Linked DNA regions of Sus scrofa: region 1 is linked to region 2. Evidence: chromatin contacts called from public HiChIP or PLAC-seq data. All regions are on one chromosome and are shown on one strand. The core of a region is the stretch at or near the end of the contact, and the rest is flanking DNA. Distances in the headings are between cores, read along the strand shown. Region 1 holds the start of PAFAH1B2 (platelet-activating factor acetylhydrolase IB subunit beta). Region 2 holds the start of SIK3 (serine/threonine-protein kinase SIK3).

Region 1 (5,170 bases), core at 343-2,842, 41 kb before region 2:
CAAATGATCTCGGGGTACAATCTTCTCTCTACACCTTTACCTCTCCCCCACCCCCTTTAAAGCTGTACAAAATGAGGCCCTGGGCGAGGGCGTGGGGATGGGGTCCAGGCAGTCTTCTCCTTCTCCGTGGGTAAGCTCTAAAGAGGCCAAAGCTCCATGTGTTTGGTTTTCTTAAGGTTTGCATATAAATTACGAAAAGCAACGCTGGCCTGGGAGCTACAGAAAGCAGAATAATGAGTCACCGTGCAACGGTACATCACAAACCTGTAGGTCAGAAGGTCCTGAACTGCCAAATGGACAGGGACCAGGTAAAAAACACCTAAGAAAACTTGTTCACTGGCAGGTTTAACTAGTGGGTTGACCTTGGGCAAATCAGCGGCCAGGCGGGCCTCGTCTCTAAAACGAGGTGCTGGACGGGGCAGCCCTCTATGAAATGAGTTGTGACAGCCCACGGATTTTTGAACATATTAGAAGAAGAAACGGTGAAGTTTCTGGAGAGTTGCACATTTCAACAAAAGGGGTGGGAAAAAGCGCTCTGTCAAAAGACAACAGGGTAACCCGACTGGCCCTCGCTAACAGTCTCTCAAACAGAAGAAGGGTCTGAGGAAGGGTCAGAGGTTCAACCTCAGGGACGGAGGGGCAGGCAGCAGCCGAGACCTGAGGCAGAAATGGGGCTGGCAGCAGCGAGCATCGCGCCAGGGGCGCAAGGGATGCAGGGCGGCCTACTCCGGGGGGGCGGGCAGAGCCAGGCGGGGCGGCGCGCCCCGCCACGGTGCTCCACCGCGGGAAGAAACCAGGAGGCAGAGAGGCTGGGAGGCGGGGCGGCCGTGCGGGCGGCAGGTTTGGGGGTGGGGCGCTGGGGAAAGGCTCCGAGGGGGCGGCAAGCGGCCTCGAGGGGTGGAGGTAGCGCCGGCGGCCGGGAAACCGACACCAGGCCAGTCGAGAAGGCGCGCGCGAGCCCTACCCCAGGGTCGGGGGGAGGGGGTGGCGCCGGGGGGGGAGGGGTCCCCTCGGGGTGGGGGAGGGGAGGTCGCGGGCCTCTCACAATAACAAATCGCAGCCCCTTCCAACCCCCACCTCTAAGCCACCGTATCCCCGCGCCCTGGGATGCACTCACTCAGGCAGAGGGTCCGTGCGGGCCCCAAGCGGCTGCGGCGTCGGCGGGTGGCGCGTCTGTCGCTCGCTTAGCCCCGGCGGCCCCAATCCGGCGCGTCCCTCCTCGGGCCCCAGCACCCGCAGCAGCACCCCCACTTCCGGTTTCCCTGCCACTCAGGCAAATGGCTTCCGGAAGTCCCGCCCCATCCTCCCCGGCCTCGGCTTGGCTCCCGGTTCCCCACTTTCCCTCTCGGCGGGTGCCCGCTTCGGGCGCCCAGGTGTCCGCCTACGGCCCCGCGAGGTTCCCCGCTTTGTTCTCGATCCTGCCCTCGTTTTGCATGTAGCCTGCGCAAATTGCCTTTAAATTTTTTCTTCCGGCTGTATGCCTCAATCCCGCGTTCATGTCACCGCGATGTGGAGATGTCTTTCGGGACAATGTGGCGTGACCTCACCCTGACGCCATTCCCTTCCCACCCCGCCAACCTGGCTTCCTTCTCCACCCCATGGAATAAACCAGATTGCTGCCGGGGGAGGGAAATAGGGTCCCAAGATTAATGAGGCAGTCCTTTGCATTTATGGGTGGAACTTCTGTTTCTATGATGCATGTATGGATTTTGGGAGATCGTCTCTTACGGTGATACTATTGGGGATGGAGAGTCACAGTGTTTTCTTTAGAGAGCCATCCAATTTCGGGGGAAATACATATTTATATACACACAGTCAATATTGAAAAGATGATATGCTAAATGCTGTATAAATACGGGATCTAACAATAGAGAGAAGGGGCAAAAGATGTACGCAGGCTGTGGTTAGCAAAATATTTGGTGGAGCAGCGCCCTGAGCTGGCCCTTTAAGGATTCATTCAGACCCATGTGGGGGAATGGAAGAGCCTTCCAAAGCTCTGAAAATAATCAGCGGGTTTGGTTTTGCAGACAAAATCCGTTGAGAATTACCGTGAAAACCTGGAAGCCTGAAGTTTCAAGATATATCAAATTATTTTTCAGATCCTTTGTACTGTCAAATGGTACTAAATTTATCAGGCATATATATAATCCAGAATAATTTGTTCTATAAAACGCTAGTTTACCTCGGAATTCTCTTGCAGATGTTCATTTGATAAGTGACACACCAGTAGGTAAATGTTGCTTTAAATGTTTTATTGAGAAGAATTTGTGTTTGGGGAACTCAAATGATGGTGTAAAAAGCAGCCTAGAATTATATCGATAACAAAAGAGACAGTTTGAATTCTCCAGTGATAAATCCATAGAATCCTGAACTTAGTTTTAGCACTCAACACATTTTAATGTAATTACAACTTTACTACACTGTCTTCTCTGATATCCTATAAGCTCTGAGGGAGCAGAGACCTTATTCTGTGGATTCTCGTCACCAGGCATGGTGCCTGATGCATAGTAGCCACGCATTAAATACTTCTCAATAAGGAATGAATGAATTTATGCCTCTGTTGATCCCTTGGACTATCTTTTACTTTCTTGTTTTCAACTTTTTAACCAAGAAACAGAAAGAAAATGTGCCCAGGAAACACTAGAGCTGGTTAAACTAGCCTCTGCAAATATTTGAATACCTCTATGACTCAGGCAGTTTTTAGTGTTTCGGCAAAATCTCAATGGCACCGAACCCTGAAATTTGATAAGGGGTTGTCTCCTACTACGTCTCTTTTAGCTTTCTAAATAATTCATTTTAAAAAAAATGCAAGTAGTAGGAGTTCCCATCGTGGTTCCTTGGGTTAAGGACCTGACTTTGTTCCATCCCTGGTCTTGCTCAGTGGTTAAGGATCTGACATTGCCACAAGCTGTGGCTAGGTCACAGATTTGGCTTAGATCCTGTGTTGCCGTGGCCATGGCATAGGCCTCAGCTGCAGCTCGGATTCCATCCCTAGCATGGGAACTTCCATGTGCCACAGGTGCAGCTGTAAAAAAAAAAAAAAAAAAAAAAATGCAAGTGGTAAATTGGAAAGGACCCTAAACTCGGCTCCAGGGTGCCCTGTGTTCTTGTCTGAGGGGCTACTGCTCATTTTACTTCTTTGACCCTTTGTTTCTTAGTCTGTAAGACGAAAAGGGTAGGCTCAGTCATTGCTAAGTTTCTTTTAACTCCAGGCCTCCACTGTTCTGTCAGTTCCCCTACAAGAACATAGTTCTGGGGCCCACAACGCTATCTTACTCCTCCTCACTTCCCATCCACAACCTCCCCTTCCCCTGGGCCCCTTTCAGAGTTTGTGTTTTCCATGCAGTCCCAGCTGGAGATAGGTAAAAATAACTGTTTTCTGACTATGAGAAAAATTTCCTGAAAGCTGTCAGAAGAGTTTGCCTGTCAAGTTGTTTTTCCATTAATGATGATGGGCTTAATGACTCCATCCAGATTCTTTAGTCTGGTTTCTCTCATGACTGAATGCCAACCCAAAGGGAGAAAATATAGAAACCCTGACAAAATGTCTGTTGGACAGATTGGAGTAGTGTAAACACGATCAAATGTGAACCTAAGGAGTTCCCTTCGTGGCTCAGTGGTTAACGAATCCGACTAAGAACCATGAGGTTGCAGGTTCAATCCCTGGTCTTGCTCAGTGGGTTAAGGATCTGGTGTTGCCGTGAGCTGTGGTGTAGGTCGCAGACAAGGCTCAGATTCCGAGATGCTGTGGCTCTGGTGCAGGCCAGCAGCTATAGCTTCCATTGGACCCATAGCCTGGGAATCTCCGTATGCCATGGGTGTGGCCCTTAAAAAAAAAAAAAAAAAAAAAGGGAACCTTAGAGTTTGAGAATGAGATATGTCAAAATACTACCCAAGTGGCCTGAAATTTTGGAGACTTCTTGGCATTTCATCACGTACAGTAATTAAACTGGGAGATTTCTGGGGCCTTGGCATTTCAGACATGAAATGAGGGAAGAGAAGCTATGTGGACTGAAAATATATACGCAGTGTGAATTCAGGGAATTTCTGTGGGTAGAACTCGAGGTCGGATGATTTTCAGAAAGAGTTTCAAAGTTTTATTTATTGTTAAAACAACGTTAAGAAATGTTTCAACTCCCATCCTTACAAATTAACCCTTTTTTTTTTTTTTTTTTTTTGTCTTCTTGTCTTTTTGTCTTTTTGTCTTTTAGGGCTGCACCCTCGGCATATGGAGGTTCCCAGGCTAGGAGTCAATCGGAGCTGTAGCCGCCAGCCTACACCACAGCCACAGCAACTCGGGATCCAAGCCACATCTGTGGCCTATACCACAGCTCACAGCAACACCAGATCCTTAACCCACTGAGCAAGGCCAAGGATTGAACCTGCATCCTCATGGATGCTAGTCGGATTTTGTTAGTCACTGAGCCACGATGGGAACTCCAAATTAACACATTTTCATTTGCCTCAGTTTCTTTCAGTCAGTAGCCATATGGTTAATAAATGTTTTATTTCTCAATTTTAAGATCTTTAGGGTCAGGCCAAGACATTGTTAGAAATAATGTAAAGAACATATTGTAACAATATTTTTTTTCTTCACAACTGAAATTTGTTTGTCACATTCTTCTATTTTTTCTTTTAATGTGTGTGTATGCGGTTTAATAGCTTTACAAACTCACGGATTGAAGCACATTTGATGTGTTTTATTCACTGCAATTATTATGCTTATCGATAACCAGGTTGTCCCAAAATGATCTTATTTAGATTGGCTCTTGAGCCTTTTTTTTTTGCTTTTTAGGGCCACACCCATGGCATATGAAGGTTCCTAGGCTAGGGGTCCATTCAGAGGTACCACAGCCATAGCAACAGGGGATCTGAACCACATCTGCAACCTACACCACAGCTCATGGCAACGCTGGATTCTTAACCCACTAAGCGAGGCCAGGGATCAAGCCTGCAACCTCATGGTTCCTAGTCTGATTCGTTTCCACTGCGCCACGACGGGAACTCCTGCCAAGTATTCTGTTGATGGATATTCTACAATTTGTTTATCCAAGCAACAGTTAGTAGATACTTGTTTTTTTTCTGGTTTTGCTTATTATGAATAAAATTAAGATGAAATTTCATGTAGAAATCTTTGTGTAGATGTGTTTTCCTTTCTTTGGGGTCTCTT
Region 2 (5,375 bases), core at 2,341-4,840:
GGCGACACTGGATCTTTAACCCACGGAGCAAGGCCAGGGATCAAGCCAGACTTCTCATGGATGCTAGTCGAGTTCGTTAACCTCTGAGTCACGATGGGAACTCCCTCATTTTCATCTTTGAATCTATTGCTTTTTCAGAAAAGAGTGAATTGGTTCCAGAGGCTTATTGGAGCTGGTTGGTGGCTGGCTTTCTGCTTCCACCTTGGACAGTAGGATTCTGTGAATTCAGCCCCCAAGTCGCCCCTTCACAACTGCAGCAGGGCAGGAACCCACCTTCCCACCTGTTTTCTAAGGTCAGCAAAACTCCTGTAAAATAAGCAGTGAATTTCACGAGCGAAGTCATCGCTTCAATCAGTTTTGCAATCTGTCATTCTTGTTTTTTGTCTATGTGTCTTTTGTGTTTTTAGGGCTGCACCCGCAGCATGTGGAGGTTCCCAGGCTAGGGGTCGAATAGGAGCTACAGCTGCTGGCCTATACCACAGCCACAGCAATGCCAGATCTGAGCTGCATTTGCTACCTATACCACAGCTCATGGCAACGCTGGATCCTTAACCCACTGAGCGAGGCCAGGGATTGAACCTGCAATGGTTCCTAGATGGGGATTCATTTCTGCTGTGCCACGGCGGGAACTCCCAATCTGTCACTATTGATGTGGTTTGATGCCTACACTGTCCTGTTCTCGAGAACTCTAAAATGTCTTCTTCCCTGGGTCTAAACTGAGCTCAGTCACCTTAGGTCTATGGAGAAACTACTTTTCCTATTAGCTCCTAGCTTGACATGGTTTATAATCCAGTAGAGAATTGGAGTTCCCATTGTGGCTCGGCAGTAATGAATCCGACTAGTACCAATGAGGATAAGAGTTTGATTCCTGGCCTCACTCCATGGGTTAAAGGATCCAGCATTGCCATTAGCTGTGGTGTAAGTCACAGACGCGGCTTGGGTCTGGTGTTGCTGTGGCTGTGGCTGTGGCCGGCAGCTATAGCTCCAATTCTACCCCTAGCCTGGGATCTTCCATATGTCATGAGTGTCGCCCTAAAAAGACAGGAAAAAAAAAAACAACAAAAAACCTGGTAGGGAAGATCTCAGGTTCCAGAGGTAGGGTGCCTGGGTTTGAATCCTCATTCTACTACTTTCTAGCACTATGACTGTAGCAGGTTTCCTTAATTCTTCTGTGCCTCATTTTCCTTATCTGCAAAATGAGAATATAATATACAGGGTTCCTTAAGGCTTGTTGAGGATTAGGTAAATTGATTTATGTAAACTGCTTAGCATAGTGCCTGGCACATTGTTGTTATTGACTGTGAGTTCCTCCCCAAACTTAACTCAGTCCTTCGTATTCAATAAATAATTAAAAGCACACATCTAAGCTGTTTTCCCCTTTCCCCCCCCCGGATGATCATCGTGGATCACCCCCTACCTAATTTTCTATGTTCTTCTCACCAAAGAGGACTTTTAAGGGAGATCTGCAGCAAGTCTTTGTCCAAGTCTCAATAGGATATACCACCTACTGGCCTCAATCCATATAGGCACAGAGCTTAAATCACATAATTCACAGCATACACATTCTGGTCATTATTAGGGACAAGAGTGAACTTCCTCTTCTCTTGGGAAGTTAGACCAATGCTCCATTTTCTAGTTTCTCCCCAGAGGCTTCTTCATTTTTGACAACCTCCAGAGAGCAGCAGAAGTTGCCGTACTTGATGTTCAAATGGAACTCCGTGAGTGGAGGAGAGGATGTAAAGTCACTCTGAGAATGGGGTGCTGCTTCTGCAGTCCCCAGAGCAAAAGATTTTTTCCCTTGCCTTACCAGCCAGCTAACTATCCTGGTGAGAACTTTATCTCCCCCTCTCTCCAGGGAGATGGTAAAACTGGGACCCTGGGCACCAAAAGTTAATGTACAGTCCCAGCTAGAGGCAGGAGAGTCGAGTGGAAGTGTAAGAGAGGCTGGCCACATGCCATCATTTATCTGGGATTAAATAAGCTCGACCAGCGAAAGCGCTTAAACCAGTGCACGAAGCTGAGGACCACTTCATCCTCATCCTTATTTGCTAGTAAAGGAGCCAATTAGTGTTAATTGTGTTAGCAATTTGGAACAGCCACCAGGGAATTGATCCAAGGCAGTGTGGAATGACCTCTCTGTCCCGTCCTAGTCCCAGCTATTACTCATAGTCCGATGGGGAATCAGAGAGCTAGTAAATATCTTTGGTTCAGAGAAAGTAAATAGGCGCTCTGCTTCTCACACATTCACAGGGTCCTGGGTGTCAGCTTTTAATAGCGTACAGGCAGTGACCTGACAACACACTTTTGCCTTTGAGAGAGACGCAGATGTGGAGGGATCAGGACTGGACTGAAGGAATACATTTTAACATTGGTGTTCATGGTCTCCCCACCCCCCAACCGTCAACCTGCCAAGACCACCTTGTTTTTGAAAGCTCAGTCTCCTACCCCTCCCGGGCCCCAACTGAAGCTGTTAAAGCCAATCTAGTTAATAAAGGGAGCCAGGAAGTGAGGGTATGGGGAACTTGGGAGCTAGTGAAAGCTCTGGAGGGAAACGGATAGAAGATAAAAGATGAGGGAAGAAAAACATATATGAGATTTACTGTTGGAATTATACATTTGATCACCTTTAACGTCCTTGGAGAGTCGCTAGTAAGGGTGAAATTTTAATTTTATTATTTACTTATTTATTTCGCCCAACAGACCGGATTGTCTTTAACCATGACGTGACTCACTGGACAATGCCACCACTGCTTCATCAGGGTTATACAAGTGACAGAAATAGGGCGCAGGCACTTTGACAGTCATCTAGCTATAGAATTGTTCAGAGACAGGGTGGGAGGAAGGAAAATGACCTCCCTGCTTGGGTCCTCACCCACCCAACGACTGGAATGCGTGTTTGGGCTGGTTTCTCCGCCCTTGAACACACAAATCCTAGTTTCCCAATTCCTCTCTATTCGGTGACAATTAGATTGGTTGTACTGGGTGAGCTGGGTTTTGTAAGAGGTAGGAATTTTACTGAAGAATTCCCCTGTCTCTACCGACTTGGGTACAGTTGCTTCAATACTGTAGCTATTCCTGCCTTTGGGGCCTCAAGGGCTAAAATGGGACAGTGCTAATATTTTTGGTGATGAGGAAATATTTTGTTTTAAGGAGGCTGAGTGATTGCTGAACTGGGACAGAGGTCATAGTCGGGGTCACATTAGCGGTTCCAGGGGGATCGAGGGCAGGCTTTGGGTCGGGCAAAAGCACCCCCTCAACTCGGGCAATGCTGCGGCGGCTTGGAACCCGCTGGCACACTTGCGGTGCCCACTGTCTCCTCCCGGGAGGGGGGCACCCGGGAGCCGGCGCCGGAGGAACCCGGCCCACGCGGGAAGGTCGAGCTCGCCGGTGAGGTCACGGTTGCCATGGCTCTGGGCAGTGACGCGCGTCGGCACGTGACCAACGGTTGCCATGGCGCCGGGCCCAGGCGGCGCGGGCGCTCCGCCTCCCGGAGTGACGTCCGCCGCTCCCCCTCCTTTTCCCGCCCCCCTGCTCCCTCCACCCCCCTCGCCGGCTACCCGCGGCCCCGGAGGTTTCACTGCACAACAAGATGGCGGCGGCGGCGGCGAGCGGAGCTGGCGGGGCTGCCGGGGCCGGAGCTGGGGGAGCCGGGCCAGCAGGTCGCCTGCTGCCTCCGCCCGCCCCGGGGCCCCCGGCCGCCCCCGCTGCAGTGCCCCCGGCGGCTGGCCCGCCGCGTCCTCCAGCCCCGGCCTCCCGCGGGCCGGTGCCTGCCCGCATCGGCTACTACGAGATCGACCGCACCATCGGCAAGGGCAACTTCGCTGTGGTCAAGAGGGCCACGCACCTCGTCACCAAGGCCAAGGTAGTGGCGCTGGGGGGACCGGGCGGCGGGGAAGCTGCGCGGCCCGGGACCGTCCAAGTGTGGCGGGGGCAGGAGAGCCCCGCGACACGGAGGCTGAGGGGTCGGCGCGGCGAGCGGGGCTCTGGAAATTGGAGAGCGTTGGGGACCGGGAAAACGGGTAGGGGGCTGCCGGGCGGGAGTGAGGAGAGGGCGAGCAGAAGGTGGGGGACACCGGGGTACCCAGGAGAGGGTAACTGCACGGCAAGGGGACGCAGGGAGCCAGTGATCACGGGGACCTGGGGAACTAGGGAGCCGGGGTTGGGGAGGGGGCTCCGAGAGCTGTACGGAGGATAGTAGAAGGGATGATTGGAAGGAAGAGGTTTGGAACTCTCCCGGAGCCTGGAGACAGTAAGCTAAGAAGACTCTGGAACCAGCAATTAGGAAATCCTAAGGGAATGAAGGCAGGGGAATAGGAAATGTGGACCAAGAGATGGGGGAAAACAAGGGTAAAACTGGCAGACGTGGGATGACGAGGGGGACCCACGATGGCTGGGACATATACTGGGGGTATGTGGTGGGCGCAGGGGGGGGGCGCTGGGAGATATGAGGGACCTGGTACCTTATGACAGAGGCAACAGTCAGCATTTGGTCGTCCAAGACTGATAGGTGGTGGGAATGAGGGTCTGAGGACAGATAAGATTATTGGAGGAGGAGATGAAAAAAACTGGGAAATAAGGAGGAAAAAATTACTTTGCTTTTCCACAGGAAGGGGATCAGGGAACAGAGGCGGTGGTGGCGGTGTGTCCTAGGTTTATGGTGGCACTAGGTATTTAGGGGTTAAACAATTTGGGAACGCTGGATTGCTGGTTATATTTAGTTGTTGGAGGGTCCCGGATTGTGAGCTTTATAGAACCCAGGGAGGGCTCTGAGTGATGAGGGGAAAGGCTGGTGACTGAGGAGGTGTATGAGGAACCCACTCATTGGGCCCTTTGGTTCCCAAGGGATTTGTGGGGCTGTAGTGGTGAAGTTGGCCAAGGTCAATTAGGAAGCCATATCCATACCCATAGAAAATTCATTTTTGGAGGAAATATCTTTAGCACTTTTCTGTGGTCTTCATTGGGAGTATTGGAATCATCAGGAGGAATTGTTTGGTTTTAGGACGCACAAAGCCCATTTGTACTCCAAATCTCTTCCTTCGCTTCACCTCTCACTTGAATGAATACTTTCAGTGTAGTCATTCATTATATTTTAAAACTGCAATTTGTGTTTCCCTCAACCTGAGTAGGGAAGAACCCGGAGAGCTCCTTCTTCCTATCAAAGCCACGTCAGTTTCCCCTCACCTCCTCAGCCCAGCCTCTGGTTCTTGTCACCTACCTTGTTTTTGCTCTTACAGCAATCACTTATTTTCAGAAGGCAGTTGACCTATTTCTGCCTTCTCTCCTGCTCACTTACAACCTGAAGTTCCCTTTTCCCTCCTTTCTGTCAGACTGCAAGGGGCCTTTCAGACCAGGGTGGCAGGGTGGGTGGCTGTGGA

The links. HiChIP or PLAC-seq counts read pairs in DNA pulled down with a chosen protein or histone mark.
Region 1: an H3K27ac HiChIP or PLAC-seq map of alveolar macrophages shows a contact between it and region 2. The contact joins the promoter of PAFAH1B2 here to the promoter of SIK3 in region 2. A contact is called at or near these places in 2 of 47 Hi-C or Micro-C datasets (alveolar macrophages and embryonic fibroblasts) and 1 of 2 datasets of contacts at active chromatin or transcription factors (alveolar macrophages).

Annotation. Positions count from the first base shown.
Region 1 is chr9:44,509,536-44,514,705 of Sscrofa11.1, reverse strand. It overlaps PAFAH1B2 (platelet-activating factor acetylhydrolase IB subunit beta), which reads right to left and starts at 1,592. Exons shown (of 6, transcript XM_021062879.1): 1 at 1,118-1,592.
Region 2 is chr9:44,469,904-44,475,278 of Sscrofa11.1, reverse strand. It overlaps SIK3 (serine/threonine-protein kinase SIK3), which reads left to right and starts at 3,590. Exons shown (of 25, transcript XM_021062877.1): 1 at 3,590-3,862. The coding sequence starts at 3,590.